7 separate regions of the Mus musculus genome follow, and regions 2, 3, 4, 5, 6 and 7 are each linked to region 1. A link is a contact called in public Hi-C, HiCAR-type and HiChIP or PLAC-seq data. All regions are on one chromosome and are shown on one strand. Each heading gives the region's core, a stretch centred on a gene start, on an enhancer-like site or on the middle of the called end of the contact. The rest is flanking DNA. Distances are from core to core; before and after follow the strand shown.

Evidence for each region. Hi-C and Micro-C count contacts between places; a contact is called where the count stands out from the background. HiCAR-type assays count read pairs that join an accessible place to other places. HiChIP or PLAC-seq counts read pairs in DNA pulled down with a chosen protein or histone mark.
Region 2: a Hi-C map of cerebral cortex shows a contact between it and region 1, with 2.4 times the contacts expected there. The contact joins the enhancer-like site here to the promoter of Cacna1c in region 1. A contact is called at or near these places in 2 of 15 datasets of contacts at CTCF or cohesin (both in the NIH/3T3 cell line), 4 of 484 Hi-C or Micro-C datasets (cerebral cortex, cortical neurons, embryonic retina and 1 more) and 13 of 115 datasets of contacts at active chromatin or transcription factors (SST interneurons, craniofacial prominence, embryonic basal ganglia and 10 more).
Region 3: a contact with region 1 is called in an H3K27ac HiChIP or PLAC-seq map of SST interneurons, with 6 times the contacts expected there. The contact joins the enhancer-like site here to the promoter of Cacna1c in region 1. A contact is called at or near these places in 1 of 15 datasets of contacts at CTCF or cohesin (the NIH/3T3 cell line), 3 of 484 Hi-C or Micro-C datasets (cerebral cortex, cortical neurons and uterus), 13 of 115 datasets of contacts at active chromatin or transcription factors (the NIH/3T3 cell line, the SCID.adh cell line, SST interneurons and 8 more) and 1 of 9 other capture datasets (embryonic stem cells).
Region 4: a Hi-C map of cortical neurons shows a contact between it and region 1, with 2.3 times the contacts expected there. The contact joins the enhancer-like site here to the promoter of Cacna1c in region 1. A contact is called at or near these places in 2 of 15 datasets of contacts at CTCF or cohesin (the NIH/3T3 cell line and stem cell-derived epiblast-like cells), 7 of 484 Hi-C or Micro-C datasets (the N1E-115 cell line, cerebral cortex, cortical neurons and 2 more) and 11 of 115 datasets of contacts at active chromatin or transcription factors (the NIH/3T3 cell line, SST interneurons, VIP interneurons and 8 more).
Region 5: a contact with region 1 is called in a HiCAR-type map of embryonic stem cells, with 3 times the contacts expected there. The contact joins the enhancer-like site here to the promoter of Cacna1c in region 1. A contact is called at or near these places in 2 of 15 datasets of contacts at CTCF or cohesin (both in the NIH/3T3 cell line), 5 of 484 Hi-C or Micro-C datasets (brain, cerebellum, cortical neurons and 2 more), 11 of 115 datasets of contacts at active chromatin or transcription factors (the NIH/3T3 cell line, SST interneurons, craniofacial prominence and 6 more) and 1 of 9 other capture datasets (embryonic stem cells).
Region 6: an H3K4me3 HiChIP or PLAC-seq map of the SCID.adh cell line shows a contact between it and region 1, with 12 read pairs. The contact joins the enhancer-like site here to the promoter of Cacna1c in region 1. A contact is called at or near these places in 2 of 15 datasets of contacts at CTCF or cohesin (both in the NIH/3T3 cell line), 4 of 484 Hi-C or Micro-C datasets (the G1E-ER4 cell line, cortical neurons and embryonic stem cells), 15 of 115 datasets of contacts at active chromatin or transcription factors (the NIH/3T3 cell line, the SCID.adh cell line, SST interneurons and 10 more) and 2 of 9 other capture datasets (embryonic stem cells and pancreatic islet).
Region 7: a contact with region 1 is called in an H3K27ac HiChIP or PLAC-seq map of SST interneurons, with 4 times the contacts expected there. The contact joins the enhancer-like site here to the promoter of Cacna1c in region 1. A contact is called at or near these places in 7 of 39 promoter capture datasets (the 3T3-L1 cell line, cranial neural crest, hippocampal neurons and 3 more), 1 of 15 datasets of contacts at CTCF or cohesin (the NIH/3T3 cell line), 3 of 484 Hi-C or Micro-C datasets (3T3-L1-derived adipocytes, cerebral cortex and nephron progenitors), 16 of 115 datasets of contacts at active chromatin or transcription factors (the NIH/3T3 cell line, the SCID.adh cell line, SST interneurons and 10 more) and 2 of 9 other capture datasets (embryonic stem cells and pancreatic islet).

The regions. Positions count from the first base shown.
Region 1 is chr6:119,107,012-119,110,021 of GRCm38.p6, reverse strand. Cacna1c (calcium channel, voltage-dependent, L type, alpha 1C subunit) reads left to right here and starts at 1,527. Exons shown (of 47, transcript NM_001159534.2): 1 at 1,527-2,095. The coding sequence starts at 2,047.
Region 2 is chr6:118,676,119-118,679,128 of GRCm38.p6, reverse strand. It overlaps Cacna1c (calcium channel, voltage-dependent, L type, alpha 1C subunit), which reads left to right. Exons shown (of 47, transcript NM_001159534.2): 19 at 2,691-2,823. Among named protein-coding and RNA genes, the nearest start is that of Gm38887, 81 kb to the right of the region's middle. Within about 2 kb of position 1,613, at least 12 of the 459 cell types and tissues checked have an H3K27ac peak or open chromatin away from gene starts, as enhancers often do. A contact at or near this core is called in SST interneurons and cerebral cortex, where this site is marked.
Region 3 is chr6:118,706,327-118,709,336 of GRCm38.p6, reverse strand. All of the region lies in intron 10 of Cacna1c (calcium channel, voltage-dependent, L type, alpha 1C subunit), which reads left to right. Among named protein-coding and RNA genes, the nearest start is that of Gm38887, 110 kb to the right of the region's middle. Within about 2 kb of position 1,471, at least 6 of the 459 cell types and tissues checked have an H3K27ac peak or open chromatin away from gene starts, as enhancers often do. A contact at or near this core is called in SST interneurons, where this site is marked.
Region 4 is chr6:118,738,683-118,741,692 of GRCm38.p6, reverse strand. All of the region lies in intron 8 of Cacna1c (calcium channel, voltage-dependent, L type, alpha 1C subunit), which reads left to right. Among named protein-coding and RNA genes, the nearest start is that of 1700080F18Rik, 100 kb to the left of the region's middle. Within about 2 kb of position 1,467, at least 14 of the 459 cell types and tissues checked have an H3K27ac peak or open chromatin away from gene starts, as enhancers often do. A contact at or near this core is called in cortical neurons, where this site is marked.
Region 5 is chr6:118,769,044-118,772,053 of GRCm38.p6, reverse strand. The region is part of intron 5 of Cacna1c (calcium channel, voltage-dependent, L type, alpha 1C subunit); the gene reads left to right. Among named protein-coding and RNA genes, the nearest start is that of 1700080F18Rik, 70 kb to the left of the region's middle. Within about 2 kb of position 1,428, at least 20 of the 459 cell types and tissues checked have an H3K27ac peak or open chromatin away from gene starts, as enhancers often do. A contact at or near this core is called in embryonic stem cells, where this site is marked.
Region 6 is chr6:118,804,055-118,807,064 of GRCm38.p6, reverse strand. All of the region lies in intron 3 of Cacna1c (calcium channel, voltage-dependent, L type, alpha 1C subunit), which reads left to right. Among named protein-coding and RNA genes, the nearest start is that of 1700080F18Rik, 35 kb to the left of the region's middle. Within about 2 kb of position 1,399, at least 4 of the 459 cell types and tissues checked have an H3K27ac peak or open chromatin away from gene starts, as enhancers often do. A contact at or near this core is called in the SCID.adh cell line, where this site is marked.
Region 7 is chr6:118,826,452-118,829,461 of GRCm38.p6, reverse strand. The region is part of intron 3 of Cacna1c (calcium channel, voltage-dependent, L type, alpha 1C subunit); the gene reads left to right. Among named protein-coding and RNA genes, the nearest start is that of 1700080F18Rik, 13 kb to the left of the region's middle. Within about 2 kb of position 1,586, at least 36 of the 459 cell types and tissues checked have an H3K27ac peak or open chromatin away from gene starts, as enhancers often do. A contact at or near this core is called in SST interneurons and pancreatic islet, where this site is marked.

The sequences.
Region 1 (3,010 bases), core at 278-2,777:
ACAGGGGAAAGAGGTTTGTGTGTGCAGGGTGTGAGTGCAGGCGAGGGGATCATTTCTGGAGGAACAGCGAGGAGGAACAGCAGTTGGAAAGTGTGTGATGGACGTCGTCCCTAGCTGTTCCTGCAGTCCTTGTAGGATACTGTCACTGTCACTAAAATGACAGAGGCCACTGGAGGGTCTGGGTTAGACGCACCCTTTGAAGTGGATTGTTCCAACCGAACGAACCCGAGGAGAGGAGGGTAAATAGAGAACCAGCTACTGCAGAGCGCCAGAGGTAGAACTTTGGCTCAGCCATGGAAGGTGGCAGCAGAGAAAGCCAGGGAAGGTTACACTGCCTTGTTCTGTCTGAGGTGAATTCCGAGATATACTGATGTGAAGCGGTGGAGGAGATCAAGTCAAGGTGTCTCCAGGGTTCTTCAGCTGAGTTGGGGGAAGGCTGTGTGAGAAGCAGGCCTGGACATATAAGGTTTGATTCTCAAGTGGAGAGGGCAGGTTGGCTGGCCTATGGGTGAGAAGGAAGGTCTAAACTGGAGATTTGCAGCTGACACTTAGCCGTGCTTAAAGCCACGTAGATGATAGGGTCTTTTAGGGAACCTGGAGACAGGGCGTGAAGTCTTCTAAGGGTTGATATTTAGATCTGGTTTCCCAGTGGTAGGCCCTTCTAGAATGGGCTCACCAGCCCCATCTAGAGGGTCGTGCGTGCAGGAGGTGCCATACATATTACTGTGACAGCGAGAGTCAGGGAGAAGTGTTTCATAGCTCCCCGCCAGGGTGGCAGAATTAAGAGAAGTAGGTAAGGAGACACTGGCAGAACACGTGCTCGCCTGACCCCAAGGAGAGAGCAAACCTGGCTGTGTTAATGTTCTCAGACATCTGGGCACCACTGCTGCCTTGCCCACAAGGCTCCGCCTCTTGGGCTCTCTCTCTCCCCGCCCATCTGCCCATCCTTGCCTGTGTGTGTCACTTCTACAACCGCTCTGATTGTAATCGATCAACAGAATCACGGCTCATTTTGCTGTTTCGTCCGGTCGATGTGAAAGGGGCCGGGAGTTGGGCACATTGTAGTTCGTGTTGCCGGGATTCCCCTCCCAGGCCTTGCTAGCGTGGCGCCCCCCCCCACCCCCCCAGGGACGCGCGGTGGCCGCGGGGCCTCGGGAGGGTGGAGGTCTTGCAGCCGGGCTCTCGGAGGTGTGTCCGCTCCTGGGCTCGTTCCCCGCCGTCGCGAAGCCAGGGGGTTCTCGCGTGGCGGCGCCGCTCCACTCGGGCTCCGGTCCCCGCCGCGCGCCGCCGCCACATCTGGAAGCGTTCAGCTCGTCTGCTCCGGCGCGCCGGGCGGGCGGGCGGGCGGGCGGGCGCGGGCAGGGGCGGGCGCGGGCGCGGCGGGGCTGGAGGGAGGAGGGAGGCCGCGCCGCGCTCTCGCGCCCGGTGTCTCCCTCTCGCTGCCTCTGCAGAAACAGCTCCCTGCCAGAACGGCGCTCGGCGCGGCGCGGCCCGGAGCGGCGGCGGCAGTGGCGGCGGCGGCGGCGACGCTTCCCGCGGGCTCGCCCTCAGGTGTTCGCGGCTGCCGTCGCCGAAGATCGCGGGTCGGGGCCTCGCGGCGATCGCCCTGGGCGGGCCGGAGACGCCTCGGGCCCCCTGGCGGCTCGGGGTCCACCCGGCGCCGCGGGCCCGCCGCTTTCCCTCGCCTCGCCTTTGCGCCTCTTCTCGCTCTGCCTCTCCATTTATTATTCTTATCATTTTTATTTTCAAATGGTGTAGCCGCCAGAGGTGCGGTGCTAAATTCTTGGAAGGGGCCCGGATGTACTGAGGATGCATTACAATCTCACGAAAGGAGGCGGTAGTGGAAAGCAGCAGTTTTTGGTGTTTGGTGCAATAATGGGGATCAGGTAATCACCCGAAGGGAGCAAGAACCACTGCGGATCCACGGGTTCCTGGATTTGCGCGAGAGCCGCCGGCCTCGGAGGAGGGATCCATCCCGAGCCGCTCGCGGCTGTTGCTGCATTTCTTCCTCTTTGTGGCTTCTCCTTTCCAAGCAGTTTTTGGCCAATGGTCAATGAAAACACGAGGATGTACGTTCCAGAGGAAAACCACCAAGGTAAGCGGGACCCCAGCGCCTCGCCGGGCTCGCCCGCGCTGCCCACGGCGGGTCCCGGTGGAGCGGCCCTCGCCGCGTGCCTCGCGAGGGGCGCCAACCCCGCGCGCGGGAGCCCGCGGGAGCCGGCCGAGCCGCCGTGCGAGCCGGAGCGGAAAATTCCCGCCCCTCCCCCTCCGCGGCCGGGCTTCTTCGGAGCATGTGGTTCCCATGAAATCCCGAGCGAGGGGGAAAGTTCCCCAAGTGTCGGCGCTGCCTGCATTTCTCGCCTTTGCCTCGAAAGCCGGCCGGCCAGTCTGGCCACGGCGAGCCGAGGAGCCGCTGCTTCGGGGTCCCTTGCTTTGCTGGGGCGCGGCAGGGAACGCGCGCTCTCGCGCGCACCCCTACGGAGACCAGCCCCGCGCCGGTGGCCCCCCAGGCTGCCCCACGTCCACTCTTCCCGACGCCACTTCCTCGGGCAGTGCGCTCCGGGTCGCGGGTGGGGGTGGGGGCGGGGGCTGCAGCTGTGCGTCTCAGCGCGCCTCCTCTCTCCAGGCTCTCAGGCTCTTCGGCTTCTCAACACCGCCCACCTCTCCACTGCCATTGACCCCGAGCGAGCCCACGCCGGGTGCCGGGTGTGTTACTGTTAGCACCCCAGTGTGGACTCGCACCTGAGGATGGAAAGCGGTTAGAAGCCTCAGTGATGTGTGGGCTTTGCTTTTCCATGTTTTCAGGGAATCATGAAAGGGTGTGACTAGCTCTGAGGCTCCATACTTAGTGTTCTCTAAGCATCTCCATCCTGGGCATCAAGTGTCATCAGCTCCCCTCTAATGGTGAATGGCTTTCGGGTAGCTCCCCACTTCTTGGAAACTTTCTCCCTCTCCTCCCCAGTCCCCATCGACAAGTTATTATTTTTGACATTGCTTAGTGGTTAAGGTG
Region 2 (3,010 bases), core at 364-2,863, 430 kb after region 1:
GCCCCAAACTCACAAAGAGATCCATGGGCCTCTGCCTCCTGAAGATTGGGAGGTGTTTGGGTCTTTTTGGTTAGTTGGTTAATTGGTTGGTGGGTTGATTGGTTGGGTGGTTTTGGGAGGGATTGTTTTGTTGGGGTTTTTTGTCTTTTGGGTTTTTTTGTTTGTTTGTTTTTAGTTTGAAGTATAATTTGTTAATTTTATAAGGAATATTTTTATTAAATTTATTCCTTGACAATTTCATCCATATATAATGCATTCTGGTTACTCTTGCCTCCTTACCCTCTTCTGTTCCCTCCCACCCTTGTTAGTCCCCTCCCCTTTCCCCTACAAGCCCCTCTCTCACATCCATGTCTCTACACTGACATCCTTGTCAGCTCTGCAGAGAAGACAATGAAGGGATGCTCAAAGATGGAGAGCATTAGCCAGGGCCTAAGCTTCCTGAAACCTAAGAAATAACCACGCGTTGGATGCCTTAAAATCAAAGAGATTCGTTCTCTCTCACTTGAAATCTGACGTCCGTTTTAATAGAGCCATCCTCATTCTGCTGACGAATCCTTGCTTGCCTCTTCCTAATTCCTGTGGTAGCCAGAAGTCTTCCAGACCAACCATGCTAATCTGTCTCTGTTTTTATTCACATGGCCTTCTAACTTGTGTGTGTGCCCTTAAACAAGAGTAGGAGCAACTAGCGTTAGACGGATGGCCCGGCAGAGTCTATCATAGTTAATTGCATCTGCAAAGACACTGTTTCTAAGATCGTACTCTGGAATTCTGGGAGTGCTTGGAGGATACCAGGCCCCCCCCATTGAAGTTGCTGCCAGGCGATGATTGGGCTTGAGGAGATCAGTTGATTCAGATCAGGGAAAGGATGAGACTGAGGAAGATGGGCACTGACTTCATACGCTCAGCATCTGTCCTGTGGGTAGCGATTGCTAGTGTGAGAGATGATGCTTCCACAGCCTCCGCTGCGTGCCAGACAGTGCTCTGAAATATCCATACACTATTACTATTATTCCATCCTAGGCGAGGCTGAGCAGAGGGGGGGACCAAATGCGAGAGCCGTATTCAGAAAGAAACAGGGCCATGATTTAGACCAAGGGCATTTCTGGAACAGCCGTGTTACTGCTGCCTTTCTCGGGCTGTGCATTTCCAAGAACGTTTAACGAGAAGCACGCATAGAGCCTTCTCCCATAGATGCTGTGAGGCAAGCTAAATAGGAACTGTTTGACTCCAGTTTCCCAAAGCTACACCACTGGCCAGAAGAGCAAAGGAATCCCTTCACTTGATGCCAGTGCGCAGCCTCAGGATGAAAGGCCTCTTGTCGTTGCCTGAGCTCTTACTCTCTCCGCCTTGTTTTCTGAGCAATCCTGGGAAAGTACGGGGTGGGGGGTGGGGGTGGGAGCGGTATTGAAGTATAATTTGTTAAGTTTTTTAAAGTGAATTTTAATTAAATTTGTTGCGTGACAATTTTATGCATGAATATGGAGTATAGTGCATTCTGGTTACTCTTACCCCACCCCCACCTCTTCCGCCTTCCTCCCACCCCCATCATACACACCCCCTTCCCTACATTCATGTCTTTTTGCTTGGTTCTGTGACTCACTTTAGGTTAGTCAGAGTTGCCTATGTAGAGCTTAATCAGAGCTGCCTGTATGACTGTGGGATTAGGAGTGTCTGTTGCAGCCTGGTAGGCGCTTCCGTGGATATACAACCGAAGACAATAACTGCCCCTACCCAGAAGCCAGTGAAGCCAGTAGTTCAGCAGGGAGAGGTAGGGCCCATGAGTCTCGCCCCATCCATGACTGATTAATGATAGGCCCAGTCTTATGCAGGCTATGTAAAGGCAGCCTCAGCTGCTGTGGGATCCTGCTTGCAGTGGCTGTCATACCCAGAAGGTAGCACTTAGAAGCTTCTATTCCTAACTTCAGGCTCACGGATTCCTTCCATGCCTTCTTTTGTCGTGTTCCCTGAGTCTTAAATATAAATGTCCTATTTAGGGCTGAGCACATACAGTGACCACAAGCCTCTGCATTTACTACCATCCATTGCAATTAAAGATTCTCTGATCATGACTGAAAGTAACATTTGTTTATAGGCATAAAAATAAATATTTAGAAGGCAGTGCGTGGCCATGTCAATTTAGCTGCAAGGCAATAGTAAGTTCCCTCATTTGATCAATGGGTGTCTCAAAAAATAGAGTTGTCCGTAAGGTATGCCACAAGTAAACTAAGCCATCCTCTTTACCCACCTACAGCTGAGATGAATGGATACCACAGGCAATGTCTGGGCTTACCCAGCCTCTTCTCTAGCACCTTCCAAACAGGGTAACCAATCATCTGTTTTGGGTTTTTTTTTTTTCCCTCAATACTAGGAAATCGCCAAGCATATAAAACCATTTTAAAACTGTTCCGGATTTTAAAAACCAGAACAGTTTGAACAACCACAAACACATTGCTCATCCTACATACAGCCCCTACTATTATATACTTTCAGCAATGTCTGTCTCTAACAGAGGTGGCTTTGGATAGCCCCACGAGGCGAGGCAGAACATCTGCCTGGATTAGCATCCTATAGTTAGTTCAGAGGTACCAGAGATGATGTCTTGATCCTCAGTAGGATGTGTCTGAAAGTGGGCGCAGAGGTGGGAGTGAGTGGTGGAGTCGCTGAGAATGGAGCTTTTCTCTTCCTTATAGGGGAAGAGGATGAAGAGGAGCCAGAGATGCCTGTGGGGCCACGCCCCCGGCCCCTGTCTGAGCTGCACCTTAAGGAAAAGGCAGTTCCCATGCCGGAAGCCAGTGCATTTTTCATCTTCAGCCCAAACAACAGGTGTGTAAGGATGGCGGGAGGAAAAGGAGCTCTCTTTTTTCCCGGTCCCAAACCTAGTGCATGCCTGCATCTCACGTACCGAAGCCTGAGTGCTCCCAGCTCCCCACAACTTATATGGAGACAGAGTCCTGGATTGTAAATCAGTTGGTCTACAGTTACTCCCCTCACCAGGTTTGAGTGTATAAAG
Region 3 (3,010 bases), core at 222-2,721, 400 kb after region 1:
CCATATTCAGCTCTGTGTAAGATCACAAATGAATAAGGTGTTCTAGAGTTTGAGAAATCATGTACCAGAGACCCACGTGACATGAAGGGTTCCTTCCAGCTCTGCAGGCCTATGGTTCTATAAAGAGTGTGAAGTCAGGAGCACACTGGTCGGTCATGGGAATCACTGTAAGGTCCATCATCTCTGGCAGAGTGGGGGCAGATATTGCAGAAATGTGATGGCTAGCCTGGAAGATGCAGATGGGATCACTGGCTGTGCAGCCCAGGACATTCTGGAGACTGACACTGTCGATGTGGACTTGGCACCTTTAAAACATATTTTTGATACTTTTTTTATAACCAAAAAGCACTAAAAATCAATTGTGTGAATCTGGGTGGGGAGGTTACCCACAGTGACCCTGTTTAAAGCCGAGGGGGCAATCTGCCTTATGCCAAGGTCCACCTGGACATCATGGAGGATCAAGCTGCACGCTAGAAGTCAGGCTTTTCATGTGTCTGGGGGCTTAGAAGAGGCAAGGTAAGTGAGAGGATCCAGTACGGGCCAAGCCTGGGTTCCAAGAAGGAGGTTCAGGCTAGAAATGGAGAGAAGCTATATTTAGTATCAAATAGTTGGAGTCTTGTTCATCCAGGGTTGTGACCAAGCTGTAGAGTTAGGGAAGCTGAGTCAGCTATCTGTCTGACTGTGTGAAAGACAAAATAGGAACAATTCAGGAAACTACCCTTTCCCACAGCCGGTAGTATTACTCAAACGAAGGAAAAGCTGGGAGTATAAACAGCTCCCAAGAGGTTCAGATATCTGCCAAATCATGATAAATGCAAAGCAAATGACTAAGGGAAAGGATGGATTGGCCGTTGTCTTTAATTTTTGAATATCAAAGTCAGGAAGAAAATTCTTGGTTTCCAGGTGGGTCCTAAGATGTTCAGGTGAGTGCCTGGGAATAAGGAGACTCCAGTCCCTGCCCAGAGCCTTATTCTGGATCTCCAATGCCCTGGCTAGTTATTAACCTCCTCCACTTCCTTGCTTATAACAAATCCACCTGAGATGTGAAGTAGGGATGGCATTCCACGTGACTCTGAGTGACAGAAAAAAAAAAAAAAACACAAAAAACAAGAGACTTCCAAGCAAGCTTCTAATGCCCGTTGAGTTTGGATACGCTGGAGGATTCTGCCGTTTTCAGGACTCTGCGGTCTGCACTGATGTCAATTGTCAGTAGGAAGCAGACATGCTAAGGTGCTCGGTGGTCTCTGGATCGTTCCTCCACAGTGGAAAGAGTGATGCAAACAGAGTCTATCTCTACTGCCAGGAGATGGGGGCTGTGAGCAGTATCCTTCTATTTCATGATGTAAGTCCTGTAGCTAACTGCTCCTGCATACAAGGAGTGCCGAGGAATCAAAGCCGGTAATCTTACAGGAAGCTCTAAGGCCAGCTCTTCTGGGACCCACTTAAGTGACAGCGCTCCTCTGTTATGTGCAGGTGCTGAGCGCCTCTGCTGGGCTAAGGGAGGATGCCTATATTAAAGACAGATGAATGTCTTTGGATACAGAGAACCTAAAATCATGTTCACAGGCTCCTGTTAGCAACAAGAAGCATACAGGGTGAGACATCAAGACTTGGAGCCAAGTAGGCCAGAGGCTCATGAGCCATTTCCTTTGGCCCAGAGTATGCAAGACACCAAGCAGTGGCCCCATGTGCACAAGAAAGACTATTTGGTCAGCTCTGATCTTCCCTTATCCCACATCAAAAATCTATTTCCTTGAGAGAATTTCCAAGTTCCTTGGTGGGGGGAGGGGGTGGAGGGTGTCTAAGATCTCACTTTTGCTCATGACTTAATGGGACCTAGAGTAAAGGTGAGACCGGCAGCAGGGAAAGATTCTAGGCAACCGTGAGACTGACTGCAAGAAAGCCTGGAGCCAACCAGGCATCCTTAAGCATCCCTGAGCTCAGCATATCCTTCCACAGAGAGTAACCTGTCCGCCTGTCTCCATTTAGCAGCTAGCAAACATTTCTTCCCCCATTAAACAGTGGCTCTAGATAAAAGATGCTGCCCTGGGCTCTAGGTCCCCCTCCCACATACTCAGTTAACTTGTGATTAAACCCTGCAGCCTAGCAGGCAGTCTTGGGGGTGGAAAAAGGTTGTTAGTTAACAGTTCAGAGCAATAAAGGCACTTGGCTCAGCTTCTCAGTGCCCCGGAGATATAATTATCTCATGCACGATGGCTTTGCCACCTGTCACATCTTCAGGTTTTGTTTTTTTAATTAAAAAAAAAAAAAAAAAAACGAGAAGGGTTGATGTTTTCTTGTTCCGTAATGTGGCTTGCTTTTTGCCTGACTGGGACAACATGGCTTTAAGCAGTCACCTTCCAACATCCTACAAGGGTCTCTGATCATTGTAATTTCTCATTTGCATTCCGTTCTTTGTGATCTTTTTTTTTTTACTTAAACTTACTTTGTTTTGAGAATTTCATATATGAGTCCTGTATTTACACGATTCCCACTTCTCCCTCTCCCCTCTCAATACCTTCCATATCTCCCTACTCCTCACAATTTCATGACCTCTTGACCTTTAATTATTATTGATATATATTTGTAAGTATATAACCCACTGAGTCCATCTAGTGTTGCTCATGTGTAACGTGTTTAGGGCCAACCACCTGGTGTCCGGTAACCTGTCAGGGACCTTGTCCCTGGAGAAGATAGATTTGCCCTCTCTTAGCTGCTGGTAGCGCATCATCTAGGAGGGCGGTTTTCTGAGACTTTCCCCATCCTTGTTGACATGTCACCTGCACATTGGCAGTCTTATTCGTGGCCATTTGAGCAACCTCTCTCAACATGCTATTCTGCCTGTATTTACCTTTCTCTTAGCTTCAAAATTAAGTGGGCATGTACCTTCAAATGCTTGGGTTCCTTCTCAAAATATTTTGTCATAATTGCTCATATTCTCCTCTCCCCTCCTTTCTCTTTCTTCTTTCCTCTCTGCCTCCTTCCCTACCTTTTCCGTACTTTTCATTAA
Region 4 (3,010 bases), core at 218-2,717, 370 kb after region 1:
TCAGAGACGCATGGTTCAACCAATATGCCACCACACACACCAAGACCTTCCTTCCCAGCCCCCAGGGACTCAGGCTGCTTCCCTTTGGGCCATACCCACTCAGCCTGAGGAGCAGCAGTGCAGAAAGAGTCTTGAGTGGGGATAAGTTCACGGCAGGACTCTGAAAGAAGGTTCCTGTGCACACACAACACTCACAGTGCCCTTGGGAATAAACACAGGCCTGAGCCCATGAGACAGCTATCATCTGCAGGCAAGTGCAAGCTTTAAACCACTTTTATTGAGTCAACAGGCCAGAAAAGGAAGAGTTTGGTTTAAAATACAAGTTGATATGGCAGGGTGGTTCAGTGGTAAGGTATCTGCAGGTATCCCATGGACACTCTCTGTGTTCCGTCCCAGCACTATCAAAACCAAAGAGACAAAATTCCATGACTGTGTGTGTATTTGTGTGTATGCACATACATTTATGTGTAAAGAAATATAGACTACAAGTCTAATTCTCATTTCAAAGTCAAACAGGCAATTGTTGATCTTTACCTTTCTGAATGTGAAGGACACATAACTATTTAAAGCCACAGGTTATCATGAGGTTAGAGAGGAGGTGTAATTCATTTTCCTTCAGATTTATCTAGGTGGCCACAAACACAAACCTACCTGTTTTTAGCCCTTGCTCAGATGCAATTTGCAATAAAAGAATGACTTGTGGCTGTGGTATCGAGACCCCAACAATGGCTACCTTCTCACCACTGAGACCTAGAGTGTCTCCTCGGCTACCCATTTTTCACTAGCTCATGCCAGCCATGCCAAGACCTGACACTTAAATGCTCCTGGTGACCCTCTGGCCCTCTCTAGGGGACTTGCCTACTGACTTTGATCTAGAAGGAGGTGGGGGAGCTGTTTCTGCTCTGCTTGGATGGGGCAACTCTTTTTTCTGGGCACCTAGGGATTTACTGCTGGGGGCAGTTCAAGAGGAAGGAAAGAGGCGCCTTTCAGTGCAGACTGGGCAGTGTTCTGTCTCCTTCCATGGTCAGGGCGTGGGGTTCAGTCTGCAATAGAGCAAAGGAAAAACTCCTATCTTATCCCTCCCATGGCCCAGAAAGACATCTTGCCTTTTGCCAAGGTGAGACCACAGGAGAGCAGGAGATGGAGTCGTATATAAGCTCCTGGTTAGCTGCCTGGAGGTTGAGGGTGGTGGTGGGTTGTTCTTATCTTCCAACACAAGAAAATGGCCCGTTGTTTATACATGAATCTCACTGACAGCATTGGAAAAGAATCAAGCTCATTATCCCCTTTCAAGACAGAAATTTGGCTATCCTAACTCTGTGTTTGCTGGGTGCACAATATCTGGCAACCTCATATTTTTAAATCTTTGTTTTCCATGTCAAAAAAAGAAAGATAACATCAGCTCATGGGTGGCTGTCACTGTAGAATGAACGGGAATGTCCAAGTAGAGTATTAGGCACAGGACTAGTATACAGTCAGCGCTCAGTAGCAGTGCTGACTGCAGTAACTACTTTGACTTTTAAAGATGAGTAGCTTGAGCCAAGACACGTCACTTTTCTGGCAGTCGGCAGACTTGGGCCTGAAGGCTTAGTTTGGATCCTGTTTTCTTATCACTGGCTGCTAGCTCTGCATTGAATAAGTCTGGTTGTCGCGTAGCCCGGAGCTCTAAACCAATATATGTATGGAACTTAAATTCCATTTTCTTCCCTCAGATGTTAGGGACCAAATCTTAGCATGTAGCAATACAATCTGGAGAATGCGAACCAGACTCTGAAGGCTCCGTTTTCATCCTTACAGCCATTGCTGTCCCTGTCTCCCACAAGTGTGGCCAACCTGCTGGTGTCGAGTCAGAGATGTTAAAGGAGCAGCTGCTGATGCTGGCGAAAGATCATTTTGAAATGACACCTTGGTCTCATTTAGATCAAGTAGTTACATAGATGTGCATAATCCAATGTTTTGATGCTTAATGGCTTTCAGAACATTTGATTGACATGGGACAGGAATATAACGACTCTTTAGCCTCTGAACCTGCAGTTCATTTGCTCTGTTCTGGGGCCTGCTAGCACCCGAGCATCCACAAAGTTGCAGCATGCTCCGGGCAGTTCCAGACACATTGATGGGCCCTTTGTCCAGCCAGCCAGATGTCTGTAAGCAGTTGTCCACCCCTTCTGGCTTTTGTCAAGGTCCCGTGACTCTGAATGCATTGCCTCTAACCTGTGCAGTGACAAACCAGGAAACAAGCTCCAGTGAGTTTAAGCCACACTGGTGATGGTTTAAAATTGGCATCTTGATTAATAAGGACAGCAGTGTAATTGTTAACCTCAAATATTCAGGGGGGAAATCCCACTCATTCATCAGCTAGACGTGAGTTAGACCAACCTTTCAGAAAAACGAGGAAGCCTTGGAGCCCATGAAAGCACTATCCCAAGGATGGCACAGTCTGTCTCCCCATACTGTGTCAGAGCCTGTGCTCTGCATAGCTCATGTTAGTTGATTCAGTGTTCATGACAGCTTCATGAGCTAGAAGCTACTCATGCTTCCATTTCACAGAAGGAAAGACTGAGGTTCAAATGAGGAAGCTGCATCCATTCTAATAGAAAAGTTTAAAGGATGGAGGGCTGGGCCAGAACATCATCCATCCACAGCCTCTTCTTGTCACTCCACAGTTGCAGGAGGAAGTGGGAAGGGGAGATCAGACACTACAAAAAGGAGAGGTGTTGCAGAGCAGTCTGCAAGCTTCCAGACACGGCCAGGGAATGGAAAGAGCTGGGAAATGCTGCCTGGCTGGCCCAGGAGGGCTCGTTGTTCAGTGGGAGAACTGGAAACTTGGCAGAGCTCAATGGGCCCAGAGAGCAGAGGCATTTCAACTGCAGCTGTGAAGTATTCTGTGACTGAAGGGTTAGGGTGTGAACCTGACATCCACCAATTAAAAATTACAGCTCAATGAAGTAATTCATCCTCACAAACTATGTCCTTTTGTCAGCAAGGCGAGGCTAAAGTGTGCCCACTG
Region 5 (3,010 bases), core at 179-2,678, 340 kb after region 1:
AGGAAGACAGCAGATGGAGGTGTGATATCATCCTTTAGGTTCATGAGGCCTTTGATAAAACCTTGGAGCACCGTTGCTCTCATAGAAAAAGGCTGTGAGGGGCTGTCTCCATTCAAGAGGGGCACCAGCTAGGTTTCCTCCCATGATCACCTGGGAGCCAGCCACAACACCAGGCAGTGGGACACACTGGAGATAATGGGCCTTGTAGTTTATGGTGAAGAGGTAGGGGCAGACACAGAAGGAAGTGAACTTTTAGGCTCCCTATCTGCTTGGGTCACCAAGACATACTAGCCCTAGCCAGCTCATAAATCCATGTATAGACTAGCCCCACACTCAAGAAAAAAGCTGTAAGCAGTTGTCGAGAAGTGAACAGGGGGCAGACTGTTCATGCCTGTCTACCCCTGTGGCAAGGGGCAGCCAAGGACCAAGGTTCTTAGGGTTCTCAAGAGGGCAGCTATGAACAGCGTGGGCTTTCCTCCGTCCACAAGGGTGACTTCCCAAGCTCCTGTGCGTATCCCCTGGCCTGGTTTGCTTCAAGAATCCCCATGAAGGTCCTGATACTGATGTGGCTACCATGCAGAACCGTGGCTGCAGGGAGGAAAAGCTGCTCTGTCTCCTGACCTGACTGCAGACAGCCCTCTCCTGTGCCCTGATCTTCCTTAGCTCAGCATCTCTTATCTCCCTTCAGGGTTCTCCCGTGGCACAAGTCTTGCCCTAGCTCTGCTGCCCACAGTTTCTCTGTTTCCTGTTCAGGCTCAGTTTCTCTGTCTACAAACTAATAATGTGCACAGCACAGATAAGAGCAAGCCTTTTCCTGGTAGAGCCCTGCTCCCTTCCAGCAATAAAGTCTTGTAAGTCCACCCCTGGATACGCCACAGCATTTGTAAGAGAAAATGACCGAAAGGTCACAAAGTCAGGGAATTCATCCATGAGCATCCCGTGCCTTCTCAGCTCTGCCCATCATAGAGTTTTATAAGAAATAAATAACAGTATGTGACTAAGCTGGAGAAATCTGATTATTTGGTAGAGCAGGGTGAGAGAAAAGTATCAGTGACAAACAATACATGCCACCAACAGCAAAGTTAAATGTGCTGTGGCGTCCAGCCCTTGCCCAGTAATGAAAATACACCTTTCACTCGAGAACCAGGTAGCAGGTGATAACAGGACACGGTCCATTCAAAGCGGTGTACAGCCTCAAGGTAAGCTTTGCCGTCGAGAGCTGGATTCGGTGATTAACTAGCCCAATGGTCCAGGAAGCAGGGATATTACCCCTGATTTGTAGGCAGGAAGGATAGCCTCCAATGTGTCACCCGAAGGAATGCAGGGAGATGGGCGCTGAAGATTACGCAGTCCAGAAGGATGCTTAGGGCTGTCCCACAGACAGAACTGGCCGGAGAGAATGAGGCAGCTGATAGTCAGGGTGTGAGCACATTTGCATTTTACGAATTCCTGAACTCCTTGGGCTCTGAAGGATAATGAGAAATGGCTCTGTTGCTGCCCGTGGATTCAATGCTTAAGTTGGCCTGCAGGAGAGCAGGGTGTGGATTTGTGGCTGCAGTGGGCAAGCTACTTGACTCCTGTATTAGTCAGGGTTTTACTGCTGTGAACAGACACCATGACCAAGGCAAGTCTTATAAAAACAACATTTAATTGGGCCTGGCTTACAGGTTCAGAGGTTCAGTCCATTATCATCAAGGTGGGAACATGGCAGTATCCAGGCAGCCATGGCACAGGAGGAGCTGAGAATTCTATGTCTTCATCCAAAGGCTGCCAGGGGAAGACTGACTTCCAGGCAAGTAGGGTGAGGATCGTATACCCACACCCACAGTGACACACCCATTCCAACTAGGTCACACCTATTCCAACAAGGCCACACCTTCAGATGGTGCCACTCCCTGGTCCAAGGATAATACAAACCATCACAACTCCCGTTTGTCCAGGAGTCTTCTGCTCTCTTCTCTGTGAAATGAGAGAGTTAAACTATTTTAGCATTAGAATCCTGAGCTCTGTCGTTCAGTCTTTTGAAAATAGAAGACAGCGGTGGTCTATGAATTCTTCTTGAGACAGGAGTTTCCGAACTTAGGTAGTCATCTGCAAGGTGTGACCTTGTGCGCATCGCCCCAGTCGTTAACTCCTAGGATTGTAGCAATCAGACAGTTCAGAGGTGGGAAAGATGCCACATGATAAGTCAACAGGCATGATTAAGCACTGGCTGGGAATCGAGGACTGTGGCAGGTGGCATTCTAGCACAAAGGTCAGGTGAGATCCTTAAACCTCCTGAACTACATCTCCGTGACTCATCTCTGTGCCTGGCCCTTTCTTGGAAATCACAAACATGCGAAACAAACAGCCAAAAGCAAGATGTTTACTTAATTAGAACTAATGCTAATGACAAAGCCCACTCGGTCTAAGTGCCACAAAGGAAAAGGAAGAGAGAGTGAAATGAAAATACAGTTTAGGTATACATTCCAGGAAGTGGTCGGTGAGCAGAGCGTGCACTCCGTGTCTTTCTCGCCCTTGTTTCCACACCTGTCCAATCACTAACTAAACAGACAGCGGCACCACTGTTTAGGATGTGAGGAAAAGACTAGAGTCTCACAATCCCCATCCAAGGCATCCTGGTGACCCAGAGACTCCTTCTAAATCCCACCTATGAGGTCTCCACCACCTCAAAGGAAGACCATCCCAGGGCAGCAATGCATGCGCCTTTAGGATGTAGTCAAGGTTCACACTACACCAACTTTTCTGTGGTACAATTGGCAGTCATTGACATGAGCAGGTCTTACATATTTAGGCGCAAATATAGTACTCTTACACACTGTCTTGACAAGCTCCTGTCCTGTGGTTATACATATTTTATAATCACACCCCATATTACTGTTTTACAATCAAATGGCTCAAGTGGATTACAGAAACACAGTGTACCCGCTTACTTGTCGTTGCTGGCTCTCCTGATGTATACGCGAGTTCTGATGTCCCCAGACACTGTTGTCCACTCAGCTCTCATCCT
Region 6 (3,010 bases), core at 150-2,649, 300 kb after region 1:
ACTGTCTGATGGATATGTAAAGGAGCCGTTTAATGGGTGCCTATAAAACGGATTTGAAATGTTGTCAAGCTGCACTAGATTGGAGAGAAATCCAACCTCAGAAACCTGGCTTCTCTTGTTGAGAAGGTGCCGGTGTTGCACTGGAGGAATAAGTAAGAGGGTGCACCCATAGGGAGGAGTGGAAGGCAGGTCACTTTGTCTAAGCCTAACAGCTGGAATGCAGGGGAAGTTGATAGGATGAGCTAACAGAAACATGATCATCAAATCAATAACTCTTCGATGAAGCTCAGTGTGCCCAGGACACCCCTGACCCAAACAAACTACCCTCCGAGTTTCTCCCCACTTTCTGTGGGGATTGCATACCAATTATTGCTTCTGTGGAAGTGTGCTGAGATCGAAGGCTCACCACCTACAGAGTATGGCCTCCCTCCAGGCCCTTCACAGTTCTGAGCTTGAGGGTGAGGATTTTACCAAGAGCCACGGGAAGGGTACTGGCTACCTGGGTTGAACAGATTTTAGTCACTTGTGCTTAGTGGGCAGTCTGTGGGTTTGGGTGCTGAAGGAAGGGGCCTTAGTTGATTGCACTGGTTGGTCAGCAGGGCTGCTGGAGCCCACTGATGTGACATGCCAAAGCTCATTGTCTCCAGGCCACTTGGCGCACTACTGCCAGGTCCTCATGCAAAAGTTTGTGGTGGCTTCAGCTGGACACCTCTCTCCATCTCGCCAAGTCCACCCACCGCCTCCTCTTCGATTCCACATGGCCACAGAGGTCCCCAAAGTGACCCCGCCCCTCTCAGCTCTGTGTTTGCCCTGTTCCTTTCATAAAGAAAGCTCTCCCTGGCTATCTTAGTCTACTCAGTATTTGTGCGTATAAGCTTCTTCAGCAGTGGTACTCTAAATGCCTCCCCGGGTATCCCCTCACTCACAGTGGGCTCAGAGTGAGGCCACCACACACTCACATCCCAGGTTCATCCTGTGCTAACCATGGGATCTGGGGGGGTCAACTTCTTGTATGAGCTCCACTTTTCTTGTCAATCAAATGGGGTCAACACTGTCACCTGTGCCATGAGAATTATCTGATCTGCTTGTTCCTTACTTGGCAGTCACTTGGCTCCTCTGATATCCCTGGCTTCCTGTCACTTTTAGTATTTCTCTTGAAAGGCTTACCACCTACAGAGTATGGCCTCCCTCCAGGCCCTTCACAGTTCTGAGCTTGAGGGTGAGGGTTCTACCATGAGCCACAGGAAGGGCACCGGCTACCTGGGTTGAACAGATTTTAGTCACTTGTGCTTAGTGGGCAGTCTGTGGGTTTGGGGGCTGAAGGAAGGGGCCTTAGACAGGTGTGCACAGTACCAAGTTCCAGTGTTCTTATACATAGGTCAGGGCCTCTCTTGTGGAATCCAGTGTCCTTTTGAGCTATAAATAGCTATCCTGAGATAAAACCCAGGCTGTCCTAAAGCTTATACCCCTGCCTGTTCCTCTGGATGTCACAGGGCATGTGAATGTGCAGAGGCTCTAAGAAGTCCTGCAGCAAGATCGCCTTTGAACTTCATGTAAGCTGGTGTCTTCCAAATGTGTTTTACTTCTTACTGAATATGGGCAGACCTGAGCAACAGATGTGACCTGTAGCCAGAAGGAGGCCCAATGCCAGGAATGACCCTGGTTCCTGGTCACAGACTCACTTTCTCCAAGGCCAAAGTATCTCTCAGAGACATCACAGCAACACTCATCACCCACAGCTGCCGCCTGGGCGCCTGGAGCCAGATGTTAGCCATGGCTGTGCTGGATCCATGCCCACCATGCCTTTGCCACAGACCATGAGGTGCCACCGATTTAGAGATCACAACTGAGTGCACCATGAGCTCCTTGTACCCAGCTGCACCTGTTGGACAGGTCTCAGGGGCACTGTGAACAATGGGTGGACATGGGGACTTGAACAGCTGATGTCCATCCATTGTTCCATTTTCTGTGTTTTCCCTTATGTTTTTCTTCCTGGCTGTCTTACCTCTTTATTCTTTGCATTTTCAGATTTCCCCTTGGGTATTTTACTTGCCTTTTTATCTTCTGTTCTGTTTCTCCATCTGAGATGGGAGTTTCTCACTTCTGGTCTGAGAGCCAAAACTCCGCTTTGCTGTCCAGGTTTCCAGTGTGTCCCCCTGGCCCTAGTCACGACCCTCTAGCACTGTCAGGGTGGATTTCTTTCTGAATGGGATCATCACAGTGGGACTGTCACCTTTCTTCCATCTGGAAAGTTACCCTGATTCTCTCACGCCTCGGAAGAGGAAAGTGAGCGGCAGCGGTGGTAGCTCTGAGTTGGGGACATGCTGCCCAGCGGTCAGCAGGAGAGGGCATAGCCCCATGGCTTAGGGGCCCTTCCGTTCTCTGCTCCATGCAGAGTGTGCCTGGTCTTCCTGAGACATGACCAGCCTGCTGGCAGTGCTCCACATACGTCCCCACCACCAAGGCTTTCCCCTTTGCCTTTTCTAGCCAACAGACCTCTTTAGCATGTCTCAGTCAGCTTACTGAGTCCCCCACAATCTCTTCCTCAGACCCCTTCACCCGCCACCCTTCTGGTGGTCTTAGTTAGCTTCGTGCCCATGATGGCCTTCTCTTAGAGGAATTGGGGGCAGCTTACATGCAGAGGATTTCAGGAAAGGAAGGCATCCTCCTATTCACATAGAGGACTCAGGCCAGAACAACCCCCCACCACACTTTTGTCCTTGTGCACAGATTGGCTTTGAATGCCACTGAGCTTGTAACAGCTCGCTGCTATTTTCGAAATGTCTCGTTTACTCTCTCACTTAATGCCCAGTTCTTCTTACCAAGTCCAAACTCAGTGAGAACAGGGCTTTTTGCTACGTGAAGCTGTAAGATTCACAGGTTCCAACCCTCGGGGTCTTCCGAACAGCGGCACGAGCTACCTTCCGCCACCTCCGCTGTCTCAGTGAGGAAGCTTGAGGCGGGTCACTGATGCAACTACTCGCCCATGTTGGCATGCTGATAAGGGGCA
Region 7 (3,010 bases), core at 337-2,836, 280 kb after region 1:
TGCAGATACTTGAAGGTAAAGCAAAAGGAGGGAATCTAAAAAGAAAGCCTGAGCTCAGCTTAATAAGGAGATCTCCATGTGCAAATTTTTGCCTCTACCCATGTGTGGTCCTTTAAGTTCAAATGAACTAAAATTAAATATAAATTAAAGTTCATTTCTTCAGCAGTACTAGCCACTGCCTGTCAGGTGCTTGGCAGCCTTCCGAGCTGTGGCTGCCATGTTGAGTAGCCCAGAGCTAGGGAACCTCCATGGCCTTAGGGAGCTTTGCTGGGCTACCGAGCTCAAGCCCAGTGCCATCAATGGAGTCCCCAGCCCTGGGGCTCAGAACTGACCATGCTCTGCTTGTTCTCAAACTCAATTTGAACGTGGGGGAAGCCAGAGGATGGTTTGTTTATCAGATTTCCTGAAGAACTCGGATCATCTTAAAGCCAACACTTCCCCAGACTCTGGCTTATAATGAAGGATCCATGATGTGAAGTGAAGGAGAGAGAGAAGGAAATACATGAATTATTTCTGACTAATACTGGCAGCCTTTTTATAGTTACTACAGTAACTCTTTCCATTTGATAATTAGCCTTAGTGCATCCATACAACTTAATTTCTCTAATTTTTATTTTTTAAAAAGCTGTGTGTTCATTAGGAAAATTCGAAAGTGTACTTCAGTCTCTCCTAGGAAGCTACAGGAGCCCTGACAGCACATTAATCAGGTCTTGTCATCAGTAGGAAGAAAAGTATCCAATTTCCCAGGACCTTGGATATATCCGTTTGCTGTAATAGATTTCTGAGAGACCACTTGTTGGCCAAGAGTATTCTTTTCTTTCCTTCCTAATCCAGCGTTTCCAATCATCCCTCACTGGGAATCCCTCTTTGGGTAGCTTTATATCTGCTAGGGAGTTATGGGTTGTTGTTGTTGTTTGTTGTTGTTGTTGTTGTTGTTGCATTGTTCTTTGAACAAAATGATTTGAGCTCAGGTTGGAGGGAGTGTCTAGTGTCCACTGGAGCAAGCACTTGGTTACAGTCTCAGCGTGAATACCAACCTTTACGTGTGAGCACACTGGCTGAATGTCTTGGCTTTGATTTATGGAGACATTCAGTAGAATGTAGCGACTACAGGGAGTTTCTTAAGGGATGCTGGCCTATGTTACATTGCTTGGATTCCTGAGACAATCTACATTTCTAAGCGTCTGTGGCCTTGGTGGATCCCTAGCTACCTTGCTGTGCACTTGGTACTCCCAGCCCTCAGCCAAAGCTCACCCCAATAGCTTCTCCTGAGTTAGCAGTTCATGCCTTGCAGCGCCCCACTTCATAACTACAAGCTTAGCCTGCAACTTCAGCTTCTACAGAAACCTGGGCTTATTGAGAGCAGCAAGGCCTACTGCTGTAGCAGGAGCCGCCCGGCAGACCCTGGAAATCCATCCTGGCTGATGAGGCCTCTTTAAGTGAACACTGGCTGAGGTGAGGAGGGACAAGCAGTGTGGGCTGATTGCTAGCTCTGGCTAAGGACAGTGGGCCTGTGTTCTGCTGGACTGGCCCCTCTGTGTCTCCTCCAGAGAAGGCCCCACAGCCGGCCTGTATACAGGGGCGACTGCTGCTGTCCTGCCCATGTGTCTATGTGGCAATCAACCGGCTGTATAGTGTTAAGCAGGCTGTTAGCAGGAAGAGCTTTGGATTCTGATGGCTCAGATTTCACACACACACACACACACACACACACACACACACACACCCCACCCACTGCTTCCATGGTCCAGAGCAAACCGTTCGACTTCTATGAGCCTGTTTCTGGCTTGTGTGAGAGGAGAGGAGCTCTTTATTTTTCTGGGTTGTTATAGGATTCAGTGATGCATGTCAAATGCCCGGAACAGATGCTCCGACGCTACTCAGGCCCCTGTTCTCCCATGTTTAAATCCTTTTGGGTACCGATTTTCTCGCCTACTAGGGCAGATGATTTAACGTTCTGTTGTCCACAGCCCTTTGGAGAATGACTGCACCTCTGGATTTGACTGAGAAGGGAGACCGGGAGAAAAGCTACATGGTTCTCCGAGATTTCAAGGGTCAACCAGCAGTAGTGCAGGTTGGAAGCTGGGGCCCTGCAGACCAGTGTTAGGGTCCCCCTGCTCCTGATAAGGCTGCTGTAGTGTGGATGCAAATAACACCTCCTATTTCATGGGATGAACCTGGACTTGGCCATGATGAACACCATATTAGAATCGAAGGCCGATGAAAAAGTAATTGTGGCTAATAAGATAAGACATTCTGCAGTCTTGATGCTTAGGGAAGAGGCAGGATAAATGTGAGATGCCCCAGAGATAGATCCTTGGTTTAAAACATATATATATATGTCCCCTGCTGCCTGCAGAGAATAGCCATCTTCTCTCCTTGGTGACACAGATGTCATCCCATTTACTGGATGTGTAAATTGAAGAGTTTTCAATATTAGGAAACCCTGGGTTGGGTTCTGGAGGGTTCTGAGTCCAGAGATGACCTTCAGGGGAGTGAACGGAGTCCAGCAGAAAGGGCTGCAGAAATGGCGAACACATGGAGCTGGTGACAAAAGGGAGGGTGTATGCTCAGTAACTAGTCTAGATGTGAGAGTCCTAAGATCACAGAGCACGGCCAGCCTGCCAGTGTTCTGTTACCCAACTCAACATGTTCTGTATGTTTTGCTGTTTTCTACTTTTTTTTTTTTTTGGTTTCCTAATGAGATTTTCATGTGAAAATTCCCAGCTTTACTGAGCTCAGTAATGGGAAAAGGATTTTCTTCTTTATTCACAAGCCTTGAAGCCAGCAGGAATCAGCGTGCTCTTCAAGGATAGAGAGGTTGCAGTTACAGTGGAAGCGAGATTTTTCTTGGGTGAGCACTGTGTCTTTCATGTGACCTGAAGCCTCTCCTGTAGTCCTCACAGAGAAGAACACCAGGGCATCTCCATGAGACCTGTGATTTGGGCAAGACTGGCAATGGTCCCAGTGTTGGCTCTACCTTCTCTTCAGCATTTACATTAACACTGGC